Regions from separate parts of the Mus musculus genome. Here all the other regions are linked to region 3. The links are chromatin contacts, called in public Hi-C and HiChIP or PLAC-seq maps. All regions are on one chromosome and are shown on one strand. The core of a region is the stretch at or near the end of the contact, and the rest is flanking DNA. Distances in the headings are between cores, read along the strand shown. Region 1 overlaps Gm20110 (predicted gene, 20110). Region 2 has its middle 33 kb from the start of Gm20110. Region 3 has its middle 9.3 kb from the start of Gm34777.

Region 1 (2,700 bases), core at 41-2,540, 380 kb after region 3:
GACAGAAGTCTTTCCCACTGGTATGGTTAGTGAAACTGATATGTATTTGTGAAGTATTTGACATAATCCCACTTGATGAGACAGAGTCAATTTTCTCCATTTTAATACTTGTTTGAGCATCTTGTTGACACTGGCTGGGCTCCCTTCCCTCTTGTCCCCCCTCCTGTCCCTACCCCATCCCATCCCCTCATCCCTCTCCCCCATTTCCCACCCCCCTAAGAATTCTAAGCCATGCCTGACTCCTAGGAGGGGCTCCTCCGTAAAGAGGAGGCTGTACAGTGGTAATGATACACATGGCGTGTCTGCTTTACAGCACTGCATTGAACAAGGTTTTTATGTGGGTAGAAATGTACACCCATTTTAGTAAAAGTATTAAAGATGTACTAAGCAGACTAAAACTAGCTAAGGCTTCATGGCTCAGAAATAATTAGCATTATCTTTTCGGTTTATATCTTGCCAGCAATAGATTACTTTAAACAATGTTGGGGCTTTGCTACAGCAGTAGTATGCAATCTGTTCTCCCCCACACTTAAAAACATATAAATTTCCTGTCATATCAATATGACATCTCTTCAAAGTTTGGCTGACACAACACATAAACATTTACAACTTTCCATTGACTCCGAAAATTTACAAGGACCTGTGCGTTCGATTTGATTGTGATTACGAACGAATCCAAGGCGGAGAAGCTGAAGGACATGTTTGTGTTTTCTCAGGCACTGAGTAAGAGATCTTCTTTTACTAAGTACCGGCTGCATTCTAAATGATTTGTAACGTATGTGATAAATACGTAATTCTCATCACAACCACTTTCCTAGGCAAGTCCAGTACCACTGACACCAACTCGCAGAGATTCCAGGAGACTGGAGAGCTGGCAGAAGACGCAGAGCCTGCAAATGACGAGGTCTCATTTAGAACGCTTAATGCCTGTAATTGATGTCCCCTGCTCCCCGGTTTACATCTTTTCTTCTTTGTTCAGAGCGTCCAATTTTTCTTCTTTTTAAAATTGCTACTTAAAAGTGTTCGTGTTTTTGCCTCCCCAGTCAAAATAATGTCACATGTGAATTCGGCTCCAAGAGCTACTGAGTTTTTATTCACTTTAAAATTGTATTGAGAGTAATTTCCATGGGGAATTAAATAGAATTCTTCAATTGTTCTCGCTGCTTACAACAGTCCAGTGACCCGTGTCTGTGTTTATTCTTTTTTTATTAACAGAAACGGAACTTTCAGGGAGGGAATAGCCTGGGCTGTCTTTGACCACTAAGGCTAGAGCGCCATCTGTCGGCGATAGAGCGCTAAGGCATTTACTGTGTGACCATCTCAACCACTCACAATCACCATCCTGCCTGAGAGGAAAATTCCCCATTCTAGCAAGCTTTGACCAATCCGGAGCTGAGAGTAGGAACGAATGAGAATCCTTTAGATCTGACTTTAAATTTTAGTTTGAGAGGAAAATTTTACTAGAATATATTTTATACATGGAAACTGTATTTTTATCATATGCTTCCCCCTCTCACACCCCAGGTACCCCCTCCCCCCAGCACATCCGACCCCTTCATGGCCTCTCCAATTTGTTTTGTAACCCTCGTACTGCGTGCTGGGATGCTGAGTGATCTCAGAGGCAATATCTTGTAGAAGTCTTGTGTGGGTAACCAGGTGTCACGTCCAGAAGAGAGCACGTCACAGCATCCGCGTCATCCTATGATTCTTAAATTCCCCTCCCGCATAGGCAACATTCTCTGAACCTTGGACAAAAGATGACATAGTCATCCCTTTTAGGGGAAAACATTCAATAATCTTTTATCTCAGAACCTTGGCCAGTTATGAGTTTCCATATTAGCTATGAACCACTGCACTATTTGGATATTCAGAGCACCGCTAGCCCGTGTGTATATATAAATAAACACCCGGGAGGCAGTTTGACGATGGGTCCCTGTAGCAAGTGAAGGGTAGTTCTCCCCTAGGGCCTATGGCCTCCTGAACCATGAGCTTTTGGCCAGGTTTGCAGTAGTAGGCAGGAGAGAACTCCTGCGTAGCAGACCTCAAATCCAATCAGAATGCAGATGTTCCCGTAACCTTTGTGCCACTTCCTGGATCAGTGGGCAAGTCTAGCTTGGCTCATTGGTATTGTAGCATGCACTGTCCTCTACTGAGTAATATACCATTGGTCACTTTTCTTTCCAACCAGGGTACATAGCATCTTCTGGCACTATGCAATCTAGCCACGAGAGAGGAGGTTTCCACGTTAGTTCCAGTTTTATTTCTCTACGTCTTTGCAACCAAAGTGTGCTGCAGCTCATGCAATAGGGCCTTGCCATTTCCTTCGGGCGGGCAGCCAAGGGCGATGAGGACAGGCTGTGTTGTTTTGTGGGCCTCTGGAACCCCCTTGACCAATAACTCAAAGGGAGGTACCCAATGCTTGACACTGTGGTTTTTATTTAATAATTCTTCCTGTCTTCTGGGGGAAGCATTGTCTACCCATGTACCTCGGTTCAAATTGCTTTTAAATATTATGTGTATCTTAGTTAGCTTGCAAAGTAAGTGGTTTCCAAATGGGTTTTTAACACATCCTCTTTGGTTGACTGGTGCCTGTTGTAAACGATTAATAATTGACTCTACTAGTTCTCTCTCTCTCTCTCTTTAAAAAAGATTTATTTATTTTATATATGTGAGTACACTGTTGCTGTCTGTCTTCAGACA
Region 2 (2,700 bases), core at 122-2,621, 330 kb after region 3:
TTGTGCTTGCAGAGCTATGTTTAAGGTTTTCCCTTCTCCCACCCCAAAAGAAAACAGAAAGGAGGAAAAAAACAAACCTACTTAAATTACAGGGCATCTAAAAACAATATTAGGTGTTCTTTGAGTTTTCAAGTAATTATAACTATTCTAAAGTAATTGGCTTTACAACAAAGACTTGGACAGCTAAAGTGTGGAGAGTCCAAGACTCAGAGCGATTTCTGTGTTTTAGCTTACTTAATCTTCATGAATATCCTACTAGGTAGGAAGTCCTATTGTCTTTATGTTACCAGTGAGAAATGGAGGCATAGGAAACTATAGATTCACTTAGGTTCAAATGTTCCAAGGGTTAAATCTAGGTCCTTGTGTATACTAAGCATGGTTTGAGTCACTGATCTGTATCTCCATCCCCAGAATTAGGGCCATAGATTAAGGATACAGGGCCAGCATTCAAGCCTAGCCTGTTTTGTTAGTCTGATCATTTCACAGCCTTTTTTTTTTTAAATGTGGCAAAGACACATTTATTCATCAATTCTTCACTAGAGAGACCCCTTCTGAGCTATATTTTAAGGGAAGGAAATTCTAAGGGCATAATGTTAGTGAAGACTTTGTAGTTCCTGCTTTTTGTTATATATATTTTAATTCTTACTTTTGTTCTTTGTTTTGATTCAGGGTGTTGCTGTGTAGCTCTTGTTACTATGATCTCAAGAGATCCACTTTCCTCTGTCTCCTGAGTGCTGGGGTTAAGGGGGTGCCCCATCATGCCTGGCTTTAATTTTTCATTTTTAAGCCATATTAAATAAGATGTGATACAAATGAATTTGCAAATTTTCAGTAATGGAATTTCACATTACCATATTGCCCGTATTGGTATTTTGGTCCTCGTAGGATATGGGGCTGATCTCTTAAAATGAAGATTTTTTTTTTTCTGAATGAAATACAATCAAGGTTGAAGAGAATGCAAGGCACTTTCTCCATTGCTAGAATCAATGTCAACCTGACATAGGGGTCTTGTTTCCATGGCAACACATCAAGGCATTAACCGTTTGTTGCAGAGCTGACATGAAGACGAGAATTTCCATCTGGGTTTATTTGCTCTGTTACTCCTGTGCTTAGATCCTTCACTTTCTTTGACCTTCAATCTTCTCACAAATTAAAAGTAACCAGTTATTATTCCGCGTCCAGTGGAACTTCTTGTAATCTGGCAAAAGCGGTCAAATCTTGAATGAGCTCTGAGCTTCCCAGAAGAAGCTTCTCAATGGCTTCAAGTGTCTTTCCTTTGTTGCATGTTGTGATTCTCCTTACTCTGACCCCAGTGTTGGTGGCTAGACAGAAAAAAAGAAAGAAAGAAAAAAAGAATATTCTCTCCTCCCTCCAGTCTTTGCACCTGTTGTTTACATAAAAAGGAGGTGGGGGGAGAGGGTATATCCGGAGGCACAAGCAAGGCAGAAGAGTGATGGTGGCCCGGTTATGATGATTGTCTTGGGACAGCTTTGAAATTGAGCCAAATTCCCCAAGTCTCTTAACACCCATAGAGTCCAGTACGTTCAGTCCATTGTTTTTCTTTTTTTCCCCTTCCTTCCTTCCTTCCTTCCTTCCTTCCTTCCTTCCTTCCTTCCTTCCTTCCTTCCTTCCTCCCTCCCTCCCTCCCTCCCTCCCTCCCTTCTTTCCTTTCTTTCTTTCTTTCTTTCTTTCTTTCTTTCTTTCTTTCTTTCTTTCTTTCTTTTTAGAAATACTGTGCTTTAATGCTTTAGAAAGAAAAATCACATCTAGTGTAAAACAAAAGAATCTTTGGATTGGCTTACCTTTAAAATGATATGATAATTATGAGTAATATTTAGCAGGCTAATACATGCCAGGAACTGCTGTAACTGCTATTCTGTCCACTCATAGACTACAATGTTTACAACTCTTCCTTAGTTGAGATACAGGACATAAAATACATTTTTCCCAGAGCTTCAAGACAATGACCTGGCAGAGACCACTTTCACCTCCACGTAGCACGTGATCAGACTTGGGTAATTGGCCTCTCTCCAGTCTCCCAAAGTCTAGGTTTTCTGATACAATGCTTCAACCTTTCTGAGTCACGGATTTCTTATTTACTGGAATTGACAGCGTCACTCAGATCCAAGCCAAAACACTTGCCAAACAGCTTTTTGTTTGTTTATACTTCTATGTGTGCGTGTGGATACAGGTTAGGGAAAGTTGAAGTGGTTTTTGGATAGAGATTTTTCACTCTCATTAGTCATAATCATGGTGTGTGTGTGTGTGTGTGTGTGTGTGTGTGTGTCGCAGGACCAACCTTAAAGATGACTTATATAATGTTCATCTCCACAGTTGTTAAATTTAAATCATAAGAGAGAGATATATCTATGTATATCTTACATTATCAAAGGCCGGTAATATAACGCTCTTGTTAGTTCCACTCTACTGTAGTATGCATGATAAGGAATATTAGAACTGACTCTTGGGTTGAGTTTGGTTCAATACCAAAATTATGCTATTTTTTTTCCAGTTTGGAGTTCACTGTAAAGTTTCTGTGCATACTCACTTTTTGATAGGTTATATCCTGGTAGATGTAATTCCATGAACTGATTTGCTACAAATTATCCCACAGTAGAATCAAATCTCTATAAAAGAAAGTATTTTACCAGCACATTCATAATATGTTATTAAAGTTAAATAATAATAGTCCTCACAGTC
Region 3 (2,700 bases), core at 6-2,505:
GTTTACCTTTCCCCTATCACCCTAGAAGGCACTAGATCAACGGGTTCTCACATGGGCATTGTGACCTTTTGGTGGGGGGAGTAAATTCTAATGACCCTTTCACAGGGGTCAAATATCCTGCTTATCAGATATTTACATCATGACTCATAACAATAGCAAATTACAGTTATGAAGTATCAAGGAAAATAACTTTATGGTTGGGGGTCACCACAACATGAGGCGCTGTACTAAAGGGCTGCAGCATTAGGAAGCTTGAGAACCACTGTACAAAAAATTCTAATGCTTGAAGTAATTTACCCTGTTAGCCTTAGGATGTGGAACACAGTAGAAACTGAATGAAATGACAAGATATGAGAATGAGAGAGAGAGAGAGAGAGAGAGAGAGAGAGAGAGAGAGAGAGAGAGAGAGAGAGAGAGAGAGGAGGCGTGTATTTCTAGCCCTGCAAACAGTGGCATTTCCTGTTCACCCACTCACTACCTAGCTTCCAGTCTCAGGACCACATAAGTATGTTACATACATTATCTCCTTTTGTCCTTTTATCTCACAATCTCCCCCCGCCCCACACCCCCTCACCGCGAGACTAGTGAGACCCTCAGAGATTTATCAATTTGATGTTTTAGAGGCTAGAAGCAGAATAGGGATTTGAACTGAGGCCCACGTAGCTCCAGTTTTGGTGTAGTTTCGTATATCCCCAAGTACCCAGGCACAGGCCGACTTGCACACTTCCCACACCACATATTGCCCTCAGTGCTCCCTGGTGTCAGGGATATTGTTACAATCACCTTCTCTGGCTTTTAAAAGCATGATTTTCATGGTAGCTCTTTTACCTGCTGTCTGGAAAAGGCCATAAAGATCCCATAGCCTGCTATAAGAGCAACCAGCGGCTGTCAGCCAGATGCTGTCAGGGTGGCGATAGAAGTGTATGGCAGTTCTAGTTGGACTACCCAGAATCCCTCTCTCGACTTCCGTTGTTTATTCCTCTTTGGTTCTTTAGCAACTTGTGTACCCGTCTTGTGGGACCTGTTCGAAAGGGATGCGACCTGTTGAAATGATGCGCCCGCGAAGCGAGACAAGAATCCTGTCTGCACCCCACACTGTTTGCTTTGTGAAATTCCAGACTGTTTAATCTGCCCTACCTCATCCTCATAACTCCAGATTCCACTTTTCTTAATGACTTTCCCCTCCTTCAGTGCCTACACAGTTATCTTTGAAGAAGGCAGAAAAGCAAAGATGAATCATGTGCAGGAAGTGGGGGGGGGGGGGAGGGGGAAGGAGTGTGGTTGGAACAGCAGATGGCTGAGCGTGTGGGCACAGAGCTGTCTCTGTTGTTCCTCCCGCCACGCTCTGGAAACAAGTCCCTTGGAAGCATATATTCATTCCAGGATGGGGGCTGCATCTGCTTTCAGGTACTAACATGTAAATCCACATCCGCCAGGATTCATTGTAGGTATCCTAACCCTAGGCTCAAGCCCAGGTTGGACTATTATCCTGTCCTTGAAGTTTTGACCACAGACCTTCTAGACTAGACATAAGGTGATAAACTACTTCAATGAGTGGAAACAAAATTTCTCATGCCATCTTTTTTTTTTTTCTCCTGCAGGATATGAAGTAAGTGTGTGGGTATTTCTCATGTGTTGACGTGCCAGCTCCCTGACCTTCTAGGGGACTGGCAGATGCTTCTAGAAAAGCTGGACTGGGCTTTCAGGGGAAAGTCTAGGTTAAGCAGAAAATCCCACTTTGTTCCACCGGGAGCTTGTGGTGGTCTGTATGTGGAAAGAACAGGAAGACAAAAGTTCTGCATGCTGGCGCACAAGTACTGACCAGAAAGCACACTAGAGTTAGCTCCCCAATGTACGCACGCAGGCAACCGGAGTCATTTTGTTTGAATAGCTGGACTAAATTTCGAGAGCTCACAGCAGCGGAGAGTTGGAAAGATCCTGTCTCAGAAGGCTTCATTTTGCCCTTTCTTTCTTTCATTTAAATTCCCAGATGCCATTCACATATACGCTAGAGAAAAGGCCGTAATTATTTTACTTCTACATGGATGTACTCATTTAACGAGTGTCTTGACTGCTTTCTCTCTATTTCTGCCATTACCATCTGGCCTCCAGACGAATATCACAGCACACAGGTATGCAGAAGTGTTTTTGTCCTGTTCTCCTTAAGGTGATAGGTATTTTGATAAAATGCGTTTCTAGAGTTTGGGATATGTCTTAGCACAAGCTATTATTCGTGACTTGGAAACCAAGTGCTGTGGTTTAAAACTTATTTGACTAATGGACAGCTTAAAAGACACTCTTAAGGGACCGAGGAGATGGCTTGCTGTATATGCGTGAACTTCTCAGTGTGGGTCCAAGCACCCACATTAAAAACAAAAAACAAAAAACAGGAATAGCAAAGTGCATCTGTGTCCCAGAAATGTATCAGCAGAGACAGGGGCACCCCTGGGCCTTGCTGGCTGGCTGGTCTTGCCAAATAGATGAGCTTCAAGTACAGTGAGAAACTTAGTCTCAAAAACAAGGTGGAGAGGAATAAACTACATGACATCTACCCTCGGCCTCCACATGTACACATTCATGCCCAGCTACGTTTAATGACAAATAATAAGCATCGTCTGATTAAGTCTCCATAAACTCAGCACACAAATCAATAAGCAGGGCTGTAGAAGACATTTCCTAAGTTGTACATCACGATCGTAA

What was found. Hi-C and Micro-C count contacts between places; a contact is called where the count stands out from the background. HiChIP or PLAC-seq counts read pairs in DNA pulled down with a chosen protein or histone mark.
Region 1: a contact with region 3 is called in a Hi-C map of bone marrow-derived macrophages, with 18 read pairs. The contact joins two enhancer-like sites. A contact is called at or near these places in 11 of 39 promoter capture datasets (the 3T3-L1 cell line, 3T3-L1-derived adipocytes, the C10 cell line and 7 more), 1 of 484 Hi-C or Micro-C datasets (bone marrow-derived macrophages) and 9 of 115 datasets of contacts at active chromatin or transcription factors (bone marrow-derived macrophages, craniofacial prominence, double positive thymocytes and 5 more).
Region 2: a contact with region 3 is called in an H3K27ac HiChIP or PLAC-seq map of double positive thymocytes, with 5 times the contacts expected there. The contact joins two enhancer-like sites. A contact is called at or near these places in 19 of 39 promoter capture datasets (the 3T3-L1 cell line, 3T3-L1-derived adipocytes, the C10 cell line and 13 more), 2 of 15 datasets of contacts at CTCF or cohesin (CD8 T cells and large pre-B cells), 13 of 484 Hi-C or Micro-C datasets (B cells, beige adipocytes, bladder smooth muscle and 10 more) and 10 of 115 datasets of contacts at active chromatin or transcription factors (T-cell acute lymphoblastic leukemia, bone marrow-derived macrophages, double positive thymocytes and 7 more).

What each region holds. Positions count from the first base shown.
Region 1 is chr10:99,618,356-99,621,055 of GRCm38.p6, forward strand. The region is part of intron 1 of Gm20110 (predicted gene, 20110); the gene reads left to right. Among named protein-coding and RNA genes, the nearest start is that of Gm20110, 11 kb to the left of the region's middle. Within about 2 kb of position 1,291, at least 5 of the 459 cell types and tissues checked have an H3K27ac peak or open chromatin away from gene starts, as enhancers often do. A contact at or near this core is called in bone marrow-derived macrophages, where this site is marked.
Region 2 is chr10:99,574,475-99,577,174 of GRCm38.p6, forward strand. No RefSeq gene overlaps it. Among named protein-coding and RNA genes, the nearest start is that of Gm20110, 33 kb to the right of the region's middle. Within about 2 kb of position 1,372, at least 20 of the 459 cell types and tissues checked have an H3K27ac peak or open chromatin away from gene starts, as enhancers often do. A contact at or near this core is called in double positive thymocytes, where this site is marked.
Region 3 is chr10:99,241,041-99,243,740 of GRCm38.p6, forward strand. No RefSeq gene overlaps it. Among named protein-coding and RNA genes, the nearest start is that of Gm34777, 9.3 kb to the left of the region's middle. Within about 2 kb of position 1,256, at least 147 of the 459 cell types and tissues checked have an H3K27ac peak or open chromatin away from gene starts, as enhancers often do. A contact at or near this core is called in bone marrow-derived macrophages and double positive thymocytes, where this site is marked.